Regions from separate parts of the Sus scrofa genome. Here region 1 is linked to region 2. A link is a contact called in public Hi-C data. All regions are on one chromosome and are shown on one strand. The core of a region is the stretch at or near the end of the contact, and the rest is flanking DNA. Distances in the headings are between cores, read along the strand shown.

Region 1 (7,033 bases), core at 2,791-5,290, 260 kb before region 2:
ACTATTCACAATGACCAAGATATAGAAACAACTTAAAGAGCCACTGAGGGATGAATGAAGAAAAATATGATTTATACACACAAGAGAATATTACTCAGCTGTCCCAGCCTAAAAGGAAATTCTGCCATATATAACAAGATGAAGCAACCTGGAAGATGTTATGCTAAGTGAAATAAGCCTCACATATGCATTTAAAGAATTCACAGCACTTTAAAAACACTATTTCTCTCATTTCCTCATGTGGTTCAGTGGTAACGAACATGATTAGGATCCATGAAGATGTGGGTTTGATCCCTGGCCTCCCTCAGTGTGTCAAGGATCCAGCATTGCTGTGAGCTGTGGTGTAGGTTGGTAGCTGCAACTCCAATTCAACGCCTAGCCTGGGAACTTCCATGTGCCACGGTTGCAGCCCTAAAAAAAGATCCATAAAAATACTATTTCTATAATTCCTGTGGAATGAGACCACATAGAAGAGCTAATAATGTGAATCTTTTGATGAAAGACGTTCTCTAAGAATAGTTATTAGTGCTTTTTGCACTTTTAATTCCTGGTAAAGAAAAACCAGGTTAATACAGAAGCATAATGTCCTGTAATTACATTTCAAACACAAGAATTTAAAAGCAATATATTTCCATCATGGTTTCTCGATGTCAGTGTCAACAATGCCTATAGAATTTCCATATGGGAGGGGCAGCAACTTAAGTATCAGAATGGCTGGGGGTCTGATCTGAATGCGTGTTGGCATAGCAGTGTGCTACAGTGGGTTGGCTGAAGGTCCTTGGTGTGGCTGAAGGAAGCCATGTGATGAAGTGTGGGGTAATCCACCCCTTGATGTCTTTGGTGCAGCACGCAAGTTAACAGGTCTCACCAAACCTATTGACAGGAAATAACTTAGGCCTAAGGGAAGGCCTGGCTTAACGCCACATCAATATATATTTGGGGTGGGCGTGGGGCATATTCCTGTGTCATGTGGAAGTTCCTGAGCCAGTGATCAAACCCACACCGGGGCAGTGACAACACTGGATCCTTAACCTGCTGAGCCATAAGGAAACTCTAGTATATTTCTTTTTGATAAAATTAAACATGTAACATATAGTCTAAACAAGTTTCCTTTTCCCCAGAATCAGAAGGCTGATGATATAAACATCATTTTTCATCAGGCTTCACACCTAAAAGTGTGACAGTTCAGACACATTCATTGTGGCAGCTGGAGCTGCTCCCATCTGCTCATGTATAAAAGCTGCCTGCTGTACTTTTCAGCTTGTCTTAAAAGAAAAGGCTCTCACTCTACATTTCCTTTGGTGTTTCGGAAGTCTGTGCATACCGAGGATAGGTAACTCTAACTAGAATCTTCCCATTGGTTAAATGCTCAAGGATGCACGGCTTATATATTTGGGTAGATTTGGAATTCCTTGGGTTTATACCTCATGAAGACTGTTTGGCTTGTCCATCCTTTTTTCTTTAAGGCCCCTATCTCAGGGGATTTGGACACTAGCTTTAGGAGGAAGTAGTTTCCTGTTTGTGTGAAATGAAAGGATGCTGGGGTAACCTGGGATGAGTCACTGATCCAAAAAGATTAATTGAATACCTACTTTGTGCCAGACACTGAGATAGACACTAAGATAAAACAATGCCCAATATATGGCCAGAGAGCTTATGGTCAGAAGTAGATCTATATAAGTTAAGGTTAAAATGAGATGAAGCCTTTGGAGAAACAGGCTACAAAATAGGCAGAGCCAGTCTGTGAAGGGCTTTCCTCTAAGCTGAAGAACTTAAGATGGAGTTGATCAATTAGTGACTCCTTTGGCTTCCAACCTGATCTATCAGCATCACCCTGGAACATGTTAGAAGTGCAAGTTCTTGGGCCCCACCTGGACATGATGAGTGAGTAACTCTGAGGGGAGAGCCCAGTGGTCCTTTCTTTAACCAGCTCTACAGATATTTCTGATCTGCACCAAAATTTGAGAAGCATTGCTCTGATGAAAGAGAGGCCTTAAAGTGTTTCTTTAAAAAAAATCACTTTCATGGTGATATAATTCATATACCATACAGGTCATTTGCTTAAAGTGTACAGTACAATGTTTTTAGTGTTTTCGGAGTTGTGCAACAATTGTGAAATCAAATTCTAGGACATTCTCATCATGCCCAACAGAAACCCTGTGTCTCATAGCAGTCACTCTCCATTCCCTTCCCATTCAACCTCTAGCCCCTGGCAACTACTAAACTGCTTTCTGTCTCCATGGATTTGCTGATTCTGGACATTTTATATAAATAGAATCATACAATATGTGGTCTTTTTTGACTTCTTTCACTTAGTGTGATGTTTTCAGGGGACAGCCATGTTGTACTAGAACTTCCTTTTTATGACCAAGTAATACTCCATTATATGGATATACCACATTTTGTTTATCCATTTGTCCACTGATGAACGTTTGGGTTGTTTCTACCTTTTGGCTCTTATAAATAATGCTGTTATGAACATATGTGGGCACATTTTTATGTTTTCCATTTTCTTGGGAAATAACATGGAAGAGGTTTAAAAACAGGAGTGATGGGGCCAGGTGCATGTTTTAGTGCATTACAGTTGAGGTCAGTGCTTCTCATTCTCCTCACTATTCACATGCCTGGAACACTCCATCAGAAACTCTGTTTCCTTTTTAGGAAGTGGTGTGGGGATAGCAGGTGGGCTGTGTGGTTGGAAATATACTTCTCCCCTTGCATCCTGAGGGTACCCTGTAGCAGCTCCTTTTCCTGTCCACATTTGATAATCTGTGGTATAGATGCATGCAAGTGGAAGTAAAGACATGGATTAAGTAGTTATTGTAATAACTTAGTCCACAGGTGACGTATATCTGAACCAGGGAAAGTTTAGAAGGGATGAGCTTGTTGATTATGAACCATTATCCTTAGTGATGCACAGCCTTCTTCCACTAGTTTCCAGCTATCCTGCAAAGGCCATTGGTATATTGAATAACCTCTTTTGTGTGAAATATTTTCCAGCATTGCTCTGTCTCTTAGAAGGAGAGATGCCACAGTTGAGCATCACTTCTCAGAGAACTGTTCTTGCCTGCAAAATACAAAGCCACCCTAGTCACTACTCATGGCCTATTTTAATATTAGAATTTTCCCTTTGTGACACCTGAAATACAAATGATTTCTGAGCCAAATTATTTTTTGATAACAATGCAAAGTGCTCTGAGTTGTGATCTTATCTACTAAAAGTAAGAGGAATGAAAATATTAGTATCTGTGTTAGTTTCCTGTTTTCTATGGCTGCCCTAACAAATCACTACAAATTCAGTGATTTTTAATACAATACCAGTTTTTTCTTTTGCAACTGTGGAGCTCAGAAGGCTGAAATGAATCTTATGTGGCTGCAGTCCCACCGACCAGGAGTCCAGAGGCTTAGGGAGGGGGAGCGTATATCTTCCCTTGGTTTTTCCAGAGTCTAGAGCCAAGTTCTTCATGTTCTTTGGTTTATAGCCACTTCCTCTATCTTCAAAGCCAGTGGCTTACATTTTTTTTCTCTGCCTCTGTTTGACTGTTTCAGTCACAGGGCCTTCTCTTGGCAAAACCTCCTTCCTGCTTCTCTGTTATAAGGATTTTTGAGATTGCTTTTAGGACCCACCCTGATAACCCAAGATAATCTCCCCACTCAAGATCCTTAACTTCATCCAGCTGCCAAAGTATTCCCCACCCCCAGCATAAAATAACATTCACAGGTTCGAGACATAGGACCTGCATATCTTGGGGGAGCCCTTATTCAGCCTACCCCACTATGAAATCAGCACACAGCTGCTTCTGGGTCCATTCTTTTGTGTTAATGAAATGATAGATGGAAAATAGAAGAGTACATTTCCTGGAATCCTTTCATTCAGCAAACTTACACACGGGATTGAACATAGTGCTACGAGGCCCCAAAGAGGAGGCTCCACTTTCTGCTGCTGCGGTGGCAGCTGTGGCCACACAGATCAGCACCTCCCACTGTCGCTTGCGCCCTTGCGACAGGGCTGACTCAGCCTGTGCAGTCAGCAGAATGCTTCTTGCATGAGTCACTGTGGTCTTCTGACTTGTGGGCAAAGCCCTCACCTGCTTTGTTCAGCGGTCTCCAAAGACAGTGCCCCAGGAATTATTAATAAGGTCGGCCTGCTTATAAATACCTCCTTTGGTTGACCCACATGGAGATTGCCACTGGCACTTTTCCGTGCATCTCTATCTTGTTATCTCTTTTCCACATGGATCCCTAAATGCCTATCAAGAAATTTACCAGGATATCCATGCGCGTTTGTGAGGCTACATAAGACAGGGTTGAGGATGCACTGTCTCTAGGTAACTTCTACCAAAAAGATGGCTCGCCCCCACATCCACTATCTCCAGCTCAGAATGATATGCAGGGCCCTGGAACAGGCACCTGGCAGAGTAGAGAGATAAATAAGACGAAGTACTTGTATTGGGAGTTTAAGATAAGGGGGGCAAAAAGGATGTGAGCACCCAAACCTTCTCTGTGATGCTCTGCAGGAGAGGTGTGGGTAGATATGAGGGAGTTACCCCCCCTTTTTTTTTTTAGCTTTTTAGGGCCGCACCTGTGGCATATGGAGGTTCCCAGGCTAGGGGTCCAAATGAAGCTACAGCTGCCAGCCTACATCAGAGCCACAGCAACACCAGATCTGAGCTGCTTCTGCAACCTACACCACAGCTCATGGCAATGCCGGATCCTTAACCCACTAAGCGAGGCCAAGAATCGAACCCACAACCTCATGGGTCCTAGGCAGATTCGTTTCCACTGCTCCATGACAGGAACTCCAAGGGAGTTACTCTTGGCCAGGGATGCCAGCGGGGGGTGGCGGGGGGAGGGGTGGTGGTTGCTCAGGGAAGATGTCTTAGGTGTGTTTGGTGGGCTGGACTAGCCCACAGATGGGACAAGGGTATTCAGGGAGCACAGACAAGGTCAGAAGTATGTGTTGCAGCAAACGCATGGGAGGTCTCTAATGGTCTGGCCTGAGGATGGTTTCCTGACCCTCCCCAGGCAGCAGGATGTCTGCAGAGGTCTGGGCCCAGGATTCATTCCTGTAGCTTTTAGTCATTTTCTTTCCCTCAGCCACCATGGATCACCCCTGTCCTAGAGGTGACAGTGTTTGCTGCACTTCCTCCAGCAGTTTAAGATTTTTGTCCCATGGGGCTTCATGCCTTTCCCTGGGGACTGCTCCTCCTCCCTCCCCCAGGCCTGCAGCACTAGGGAAGCTTGGGCACTGGCCCTGTTCCCAGTCAGTCTCTCCAGCACTAGCGAGCCTGCAGGGGTGAATCCCTCTTGTGACTGAAGGGTTCTGTCTTCTCATACTAGCCCATATGAGGCCTTTAACAATTTAAGAATTTTAGCGGAACTTCCCCTTCCAGCTTGAATGACATCCGTGTCTCCAGCAGGTTTAAGTGTCCCTGTCCTAGTTCTCCTTGGAGGAGCCTGGGTTGCCCTGCAACCACAGCTCTAAGGTGGATTTAAGGAAAGTTATGACCTCCTAGATTAGTTAGCATTTTTTGTTAAAGTGTTAAGAATACAGGCAGTCTTTTCTAGTTTTCTACATCCTAAGAGGCAACCAGACATCCATTTTATATTTTTTGATCATCTGTGAACTTGATTATTTTTCCTTACTGAGAAAATATTTGGAAAGAAAAATTCTTGTTTTCTGACATCAGTAATACAAAAAAAAATCTATTAAAATACTGTTATTCCTAGAAATTATCCTTAGAAATCTCTCTTGCAGAGAATAACCAATCATCTGAATAATTCAAACAGTCACATCTTTAACAAGAAAGAGCAGAGTTCCCGTTGTGGCGCAGTGGTTAACGAATCCGACTAGGAACCATGAGGTTGCGGGTTCGATCCCTGCCCTTGCTCAGTGGGTCAAGGTTCCAGCGTTGCCGTGAGCTGTGGTGTAGGTTGAAGACGCGGCTCAGATCCTGCATTGCTGTGGCTCTGGCCTAGGCTGGCAGCTACAGCTCCGATTAGACCCCTAGCCTGGGAATCTCCATATGCCGCGGGAGCGGCCCAAGAAATGGCAAAAAGACAAAAAAAAAAAAAAGAAAGAAAGAGCTAAGCATGAGATATAGTGATTAAGAATCTGGGTGTGAAATTTGGACTTAATTGTACCTTCAGATAGACAGGTTCACTCTTGCAGTGGCTTCTGACCCACCCTGAAGTCATTGCCTATCATTTTCCTGAAACTTGTAAAGAAAAAAAATCTCAATGCATAGTATTCACCTTGGCTAAGCTAAGGCAGGGACTTGTTAAATGCTTTTAGCCAGACTTTCTCCTCTGAAAATTATAGGAAACCTTCAAATATTTTGATGGGAAATACGGTTTTTTAAAAATGCCTTTATTATAGGGAAACCCAGCTGCCTGGAATAGGTACAGTAATAACAGTTATTTATAAAATGTCTATATTATGAAGTAATATGAAATAAATTCCTGAACAAGGAACTGATTCTAACATGATAATTGGCTACTCTGAGGCTTTTCCCCCAGGGCATGACATTGAAGGCATAGTTGCTTTTAACTTTGCAAAGAAATTGTGTCATTTCTTAAATGTAGCTAGTCACAAATATTTATTGTACATCTTCTAGATTAGCTGCTATGGGAATCTGAAAGGTTGTAAAATAAATAATTTTTTTTTTTTTTTTTTTTTTTTTTTTTTGCCTTTTCTTGGGCTGCTCCCGCAGCATATGGAGGTTCCCAGGCTAGGGGTCAAATCGGAGCCATAGCCGCCTGGCCCACACCAGAGCCACAGCAACTCGGGATCGGAGCTGCATCTGCTACCTACACCACAGCTCATGGCAATGCCAGATCCTTAACCCACCGAGCAAGGCCAGGGATCAACCCCACAACCTCATGGTTCCTAGTCGGATTTGTTAACCACTGAGCCATGACGGGAACTCCTAGATAATTATTCTTAGTAATTGTCAGAAAGGTATCAAGTTCTTTCTGGATCCACTTTTTGTAAATTGATGATAATCAATCCATCGTCACAACCCTAGTCCCA
Region 2 (6,784 bases), core at 3,757-6,256:
TATAAATATACACACACATTATATATATATATATATACACACACACATTCTTTTTCTCACGTTATCCTCCATCATGTTCCATCACACGTGATTATATAGTTCCCTGCTCTATACAGCAGGATCTCATTGCTTATCCACTCCAAATGAATATTTTGCATCTACTAACCCCAAACACCCAGTCCATCCCAATCTGTCTCCCTCCCCCTTGGCAACCACAAGTCTGTTCTCCATTTCCATGAGTTTGTTTCTTTTTTGTAGATAAGTTCATTTGTGTCATATATTGGATTCCAGATATGTGATGTCATATGGTATTTGCCTTTCTCTTTCTGACTTCACTGAATATGGGAATTTCTAGTTTCATCCATATTGCTGCAAATGGCATTATTTTGTTCTTTTTTATGGCTGAGTATTATTCCATTGTGTATATATACCACATCTTTGTAATCCATTTATCTGTCAATGGACATTTAGGTTGTTGCCATGTCTTGGCTACTGTGAATAATGCTGCGATGAACATAGGAATGCATGTTTTTTTTTTTTTTTTTCAATGAAAGCTTTGACTGAATATATGCCCAGGAGTGTGATTGCTGGATCATATATGGTAGTTCTATATTTAGTTTTATGAGGAACCTCCATAATGCTTTCCATAGTGGTCGTACCAATTTACATTTCCACCAACATTTCCACCACCCTTTTCTCTGTACCCTCTCCAGCATTTGTTATTTGTAGATTTTTTAATGATCGCCGTTCTGACCAGTGTGAGGTGGTACCTCGTAGTTTTGATTTGCATTTCTCTAATAATCAGTGATATTGAGCATCTTTTCTGTGCCTTTTTTGAGTTTATTGAAGAAGTGGAGAGAGAAGCATGAAGAGGATGAAGAATGATAAAAGGACCAAAAGGCATTCTAAGTGGCTGAGTCATGTTCTGTAACCTTGAATATTATGTTATTTTGAGGTATTTGTTATCTTGAAAAACTGCTCTCCTAAAAAAAATTTTTGTGAAGTAAAGGATGAGATAAAGTAACTGAAAAATGGAAATTCCATACCATGTTATAGGGCTTTGGGTTATATTTATCTTGAAAAATTGATCATGTTTATTTTTTAAAGTCATATGTGCTAAGATGCGAAGCCTAAGGACAGAAGGATTAGAAGCTTTTTTTCCTTGATAGTAGAGGTGAGGGATTAGGTCCCCACCAGGGCAGCAATGCCATAGAACACCTTTCCTTGGGAGAGGAAATATTTCCAATTTCTCTCATAAGGGCTTGAGGGGAGTACAAAGTACTTGAAAGTAAGGGGAGGAGGGCAGTGGTGGAGGGAATCCTAAATACAGAAGAGAACAAACATGAGGACGGGGAGGTTAAGTCACAAAAGCTGTCCCTGGGGCGGCTCTCCTGGGATGGTGACTAGGGCTCACAGGACTATCAGAACAGGTTCTGCCCTGACCAGCAGAAAATACAAGATGATACATTTGACATAAATTGGAAATGAGTTTCTCTCTGACATAAAAACATGGCTGGAGGAGAGAGGTCTAGAGCAATGCGGTGGCTCCAGGGACTTTGGGAAATCCAGCTCTTTCCTTCTTTCTTGCTCCTTACTATGAACTGACACAAGCCAGTTGAGTTCCACATGATTTTTAGGGGCTTTTTGGTAAAGTTCAGTACATTTAAGGCACTTCCTCCCTTTTGCTACCACGTGATATGAAAAACAAGTTTCAGAACAAATTCTGCCACAAAAGCAGACATTTATTAACAACATTTATTTATAAGCAAGCACATGAATAGTTTCTGTTTATTCTTTCAGTTCAACACAGTCTTATATCAAATCTCAAATCTCACCTTTAGTGAAAAATTCGATCAAAGCAGGCATAATAGCATTCCAGAAGCAGGAATATGATATCTAAGTTGTTGACATCAGGCAGCTCTAAAACCAAAGGCGTGATCCAGGATTATTTAGAGATCAAACCTCAGGCCCTATTCCTAGAGGGCAAGGCTCATTGCATTCTTTTACTCTCTTTATGGAAGGATGGAGAGTGTCTCTAAAAGATTTTAGCCAACCTTATATCTTAAATATCTTCAACTTAACCAATGAGAGTTCCTCTCTGGCATTCATTATACCAGTTGGTAGACCTGTAAAACCCCCTTCTGAAATTGACTGAGAACATTAGCAAAGAATTTGGTGTGATCTAGATATCGAGGACAGAAACATTTAGAATAGTCACTTCTAGGATATGGGTTTTTTGTTTGGAGCATTTAGCACCAAATGTACCTGAGGGTTGAATTAGAACTACAGCTGCTGGTCTACACCACAGCCACAGCAATGCCAGATCGGAGCCGTGTCTAAGACCTACACCACAGCTCACAGCAACGCCAGATCCTTAACCTACTGAGTGAGGCCAGGAACTGAACTTGCATCCTCATGGATACTAGTTGGATTCTTAACCCACCAAGTCACAGTGGGAACTCTTGGAGTATGCACTTTCATTTAAAGTTTTAATTGACTGCAACTGGCCTGCAGTTTATCCTAACTAGGACAAATAAAATATCTTAATTTAATTTGATTTAATTCCTATCCTCAAAACATGGCTTTCACACATGCTTCTGCTTAGAGCTCATTGGCTGGAAGTTGGTAACGTGGCCACATTCAGCTGCAAGGGAGGCTGGCAAGTGTAGCCTTTTCCTAGGAGACTCTGTGCCCAGATATAATAGGTTTTACTACCAAAGGAAAAGAGATGAGCAGATACTTTGTGAACTCTGCAAGCCTTCCCATGTAGAGGAGAGACTCACTATGGTTGCTCAATATTTTCACACACATTGAAATGAATAAATCCCTACCCTACCCTCAGCCTGTGGAAAACTTTCCAGGTATGAGAAATAGTCTCATGTTTTCCCAGAAATTGGTCAGGGATGTGGCAGTGGCTTGTTGGTGGATAGATGTGTGAAGGCAACACATCTCCCTTCAGTTCTTTTACGTTCCAGGTTATGTTAGGATCTTGCTTCTAAAAGTGTGTCCATGGATTAGCAGCTTCTGTATCACCTGGGAGCTTGTTAAAATTGCCAACTCTGCATACTAACAAGACCTGCACACTAACAAGTCTAGTTTGAGAAGCACTGTTTTCGAATGCTTGCCCCTCTTTTCCTCAACACACAGATAGCCAGACACATTGTGATTTGTGCTCAAGTGTTTCCTCCACAGGGCAACTTAGACCTGGAGCACAAAAGTCTGAAAGAATTCATGGAAAAGTGGTGTATTATAATTTAGATCATAAATTACTCAGCATTTCATGCAGGTTAGCTTATTATTCTATACAAAAAGCAATTAATAAATATTTTTTTTCTATGAGAAGAAAGTAACAAGAAGAATATGTTAAGACTGTATCTGGTAATGTACGGACATGATAAACATAATTAACATTGCTGTATGTTATATAAGAAAGTTGTTAAGAGATTAAATATGAAGAATTCTCTTCAAAAGGAATATAGAAATTTTTGCTTTAATTTCTTTTTTTTTCTTTTTAAGGGCCGCACCTGCAGCGTATGGAAGTTCCCAGGCTAGGGGTCGAATCAGAGCTACAGCTGCCGGCCTACTCCACAGCCACAGCAACTCGGGATCCGAGCCACATCTGTGATCTACACCACAGCTCGTGGCAACACCGGATCCTTAACCCAATGAGCAAGGTCAGGGATTGAACACGCATCCTCATGGATCCTAGCTGGGTTTGTTAACCACTGAGGCATGAAGGGAACTTCTAATTTTTCTTTTGTTTGTGTCGATACGAGGTGATGGATGTTCACCAAACTTGTAATTATTTCACGATATATGTAAGTCAAATTATTATGCTGTTTGGTTTCAATTTGTACAGTACTGTATGTCGATTACATTTCAATGAAACTAAGGAGAAAAAAAGATGTATTATATAAAATTCTTTGTATTACATATTAAAAAAAGAGTGGATCTGTTTGGATGATGGATCTCTGAATCATTTTCCAACTTTGTCATAGTTGTCAGAATTTTCTTTTATGAACATAAACTTTGTTAAAGTGGAAAAAATGTTTGAGAATTATATGAAACATATTTGTTTTAGCTGTAGCAATCAGTTAGCTAGCTAACAAACAGATCTCTAACTAGTCTGGAGGAAAACAGCAATGGCATGGGATCATTATGGATCCACCCAAGGCAAGCTTCTGCAGTTGCCAAAATAAACTGCTTATTCACAGGAGATGGGCAGTGCTTATTTTGGAATATTGCTCTTAATTGCTGACTTCTGCAACTCAAAAAATTTTACTGTCATTTCCCAACTTTGCTCTAACATATTTTCATCTTGAAACTTGGCACAAATGTAATTTTCTTTTCATAATTGAAATGATTCAATTCAGCTACATTTATTTATTGGACAGCTGAAGGTTACACAACTCTAAATCTTTTTTTTTTTTTTTTTCTTTTTGGAAGCAATGTAGAAGGGAATTAAAAACCATGGTCCCTGTGTATTTAGGAACTCACTTGGAAAGACTATTGTGAAATTCTTTGATAACTCTTTCAAAATTAGGATTTAAGTGTGCTAAATAATTTTATTCTGATTGAATATACTTATAACTATAAATATACATATACATACATGTTATTTATATTCATATGTATAAATATAAATTATACATATTCCCCAAACCCATGGTATATCTCATCCACTTGATATAAAAACAGGAATAAACTCTAGCCTTAAAGATCAAGATCCATTGGAGAAATAGTATGAAAGTAAGATGATTTCACAGTAACAAATGTTGAAGCACATCGAAGGTCTGGAGAAAGATGAAAAAGGACAAAGGGGAGCAGAGAAAGCATTAGGTTTCCTTAGTTGTTGGCATGAGCTCTTATAGGAGAGCTTACAATGGAAAATTCATGCCTGACCTTTGACTCCGTTTTTTTTTTTTTTGGCTGCCTTGAAATATGGAGTTCTGGGGCCAGGGTCAGATCTGAGCCACAGTTGTGACCTTTGCCACCACTGCACTGTTGCAGGATCCTTTTAACCCTCTGTGCTGGGCTGGGGATATAACCTTAACCTGCCTCCTGGCCCTGCAGAGACACCAGCGATCCCATCGCACCACAGCAGGAACTCCATGTTTACTGTCTGTCATATGTTTACTTGCTATCTTATTTACTGAAGTGTCTTTTTAGATCTTTTGCTCCCCCCTCTTTTTTCCTTTCTAGGGCCACACCTGAGACATATGGAAATTCCCAGACTAGAGGTTGAATCAGAGCTGCAGCTGCCAGCCTACACCACAGATAGAGCAATGCCGGATTGGAGCTGCATCTGTGAACAATGCTGCAGCTCACTGCAACGCTGGATCCTTAACCCACTGAGCAAGGCCAGGGATTGAACTGGCATCCTCAGAGACACTATGTCGTGTTCTTAACCTGCTGAGCTGCAATGGGAACTCTGTGACCCTTGACTCTTGAAACTGCAAAACTGAATTTTCCCAGAAGAAATTTTTACTCTAGTGGTGGAAGATTAAAAACAGTCAAGGATTAGTAAAGACTCAACATTATACCAGATGATTTTTTTAAAAAAACCCTATAATTCTCTGACATTTTAATTTGTGTATTGATTGATAAAGATGTTCATTTTTATGTATAGTGTAGTGGAAAAATATTGCCTGCCATATGGGTAAACAAAGGATGTGACAGACATCAAGCCAGCAGCCACCCCCAACTCTGCATCCTGAGGGAATTCAGGATGGAAAAAAAACAGGAAACAACTCCTAGATAGTCAAGGTGCATATCAAAGGAATGATTTCATTGAGCGAGGACTCTTACATTTCCCATATGTAAAAAAGCGCTAAATTCCTTAACTTGAGATATCTGGTTTCTTTTAATGGTAAACTTTCTATGTTCTGGATACCTGGCTTTTGTTGCAAAACTCCTATATATCTTGGCTGCTCCCTTATTTGTCTGGAGAAGGCCCTCAGAGCTATCTGAGAAGCTGTCTTCTGGCCTGAAGTCCTGAGTTTTTTTTGGCCAAATAAAACATAATTCTCAACGTTTAGGTTGTGCTTTTTTTTTTTTTTTTCAGTCGACAATAGCTTTGTTAATAATTCTTTGCATTTTTAAAAAACAGAAACCAAGATATTAAAATTAATGATTTTTATTTTTTTAGTTGCAAGAAAAAGATACCCGCTCACACTAGCATAGTTATTAGCAAGGAAGATTTATTTAGTGTTAGAGATATTTCACAGAATCCTGTGCACCTGGGTCTCACACAAACTAGAAAGCTGTTCAGAACTGAGGTAATCTCAGCTTCTTTTTGTTTGTTTTTTCTCCAGGGCCACAACCGCAGCATATGGAGGTTCCCAGGCTAGGGGTCTAATCAGAGCTGTTGCTGCTGGCCTACTCCAGAGCCACAGCAATGCCAGATCTAAGCCGCGTCTGCAACCTACACCACAGCTCACGGCAACGCCGGATCCTTAACCCACTGAGTAAGGCCAGGGATCAAACCTACAACCTCACGGTTCCTAGTTAGATTCGTTAACCACTGAGCAACAAAAGGAGCTCCTAATCGCAGCTTCTTTTCACTAATCTCAGTTTCTTCTCCACATCTATACCACGTTCATCTCCTTTGCTTTCTCATCATCTTGCAAATGGCTGCCTCAGCTACTGAGCTGACATGGCTTTGTCATTTCAATACTGACCCCCCCGCCCCTGTAAACAATCTCTGTATTTTATAGTGTGAATTCACAATGGATGGAAACTGATTGGTCCAGATCATTTGTCCAAGTCAAGTCACACCAATTGA

Evidence for each region. Hi-C and Micro-C count contacts between places; a contact is called where the count stands out from the background.
Region 1: a contact with region 2 is called in a Hi-C map of liver, with 5 times the contacts expected there. The contact joins two enhancer-like sites. A contact is called at or near these places in 2 of 47 Hi-C or Micro-C datasets (liver and skeletal muscle).

What each region holds. Positions count from the first base shown.
Region 1 is chr9:77,702,503-77,709,535 of Sscrofa11.1, reverse strand. The region is part of intron 27 of COL28A1 (collagen alpha-1(XXVIII) chain); the gene reads left to right. The region is part of intron 2 of LOC110255476 (a long non-coding RNA gene); the gene reads right to left. Among named protein-coding and RNA genes, the nearest start is that of COL28A1, 140 kb to the left of the region's middle. Within about 2 kb of position 4,040, at least 42 of the 83 cell types and tissues checked have an H3K27ac peak or open chromatin away from gene starts, as enhancers often do. A contact at or near this core is called in liver, where this site is marked.
Region 2 is chr9:77,446,698-77,453,481 of Sscrofa11.1, reverse strand. All of the region lies in intron 3 of LOC102161092 (a long non-coding RNA gene), which reads left to right. Among named protein-coding and RNA genes, the nearest start is that of C1GALT1, 59 kb to the left of the region's middle. Within about 2 kb of position 5,006, at least 6 of the 83 cell types and tissues checked have an H3K27ac peak or open chromatin away from gene starts, as enhancers often do. A contact at or near this core is called in liver, where this site is marked.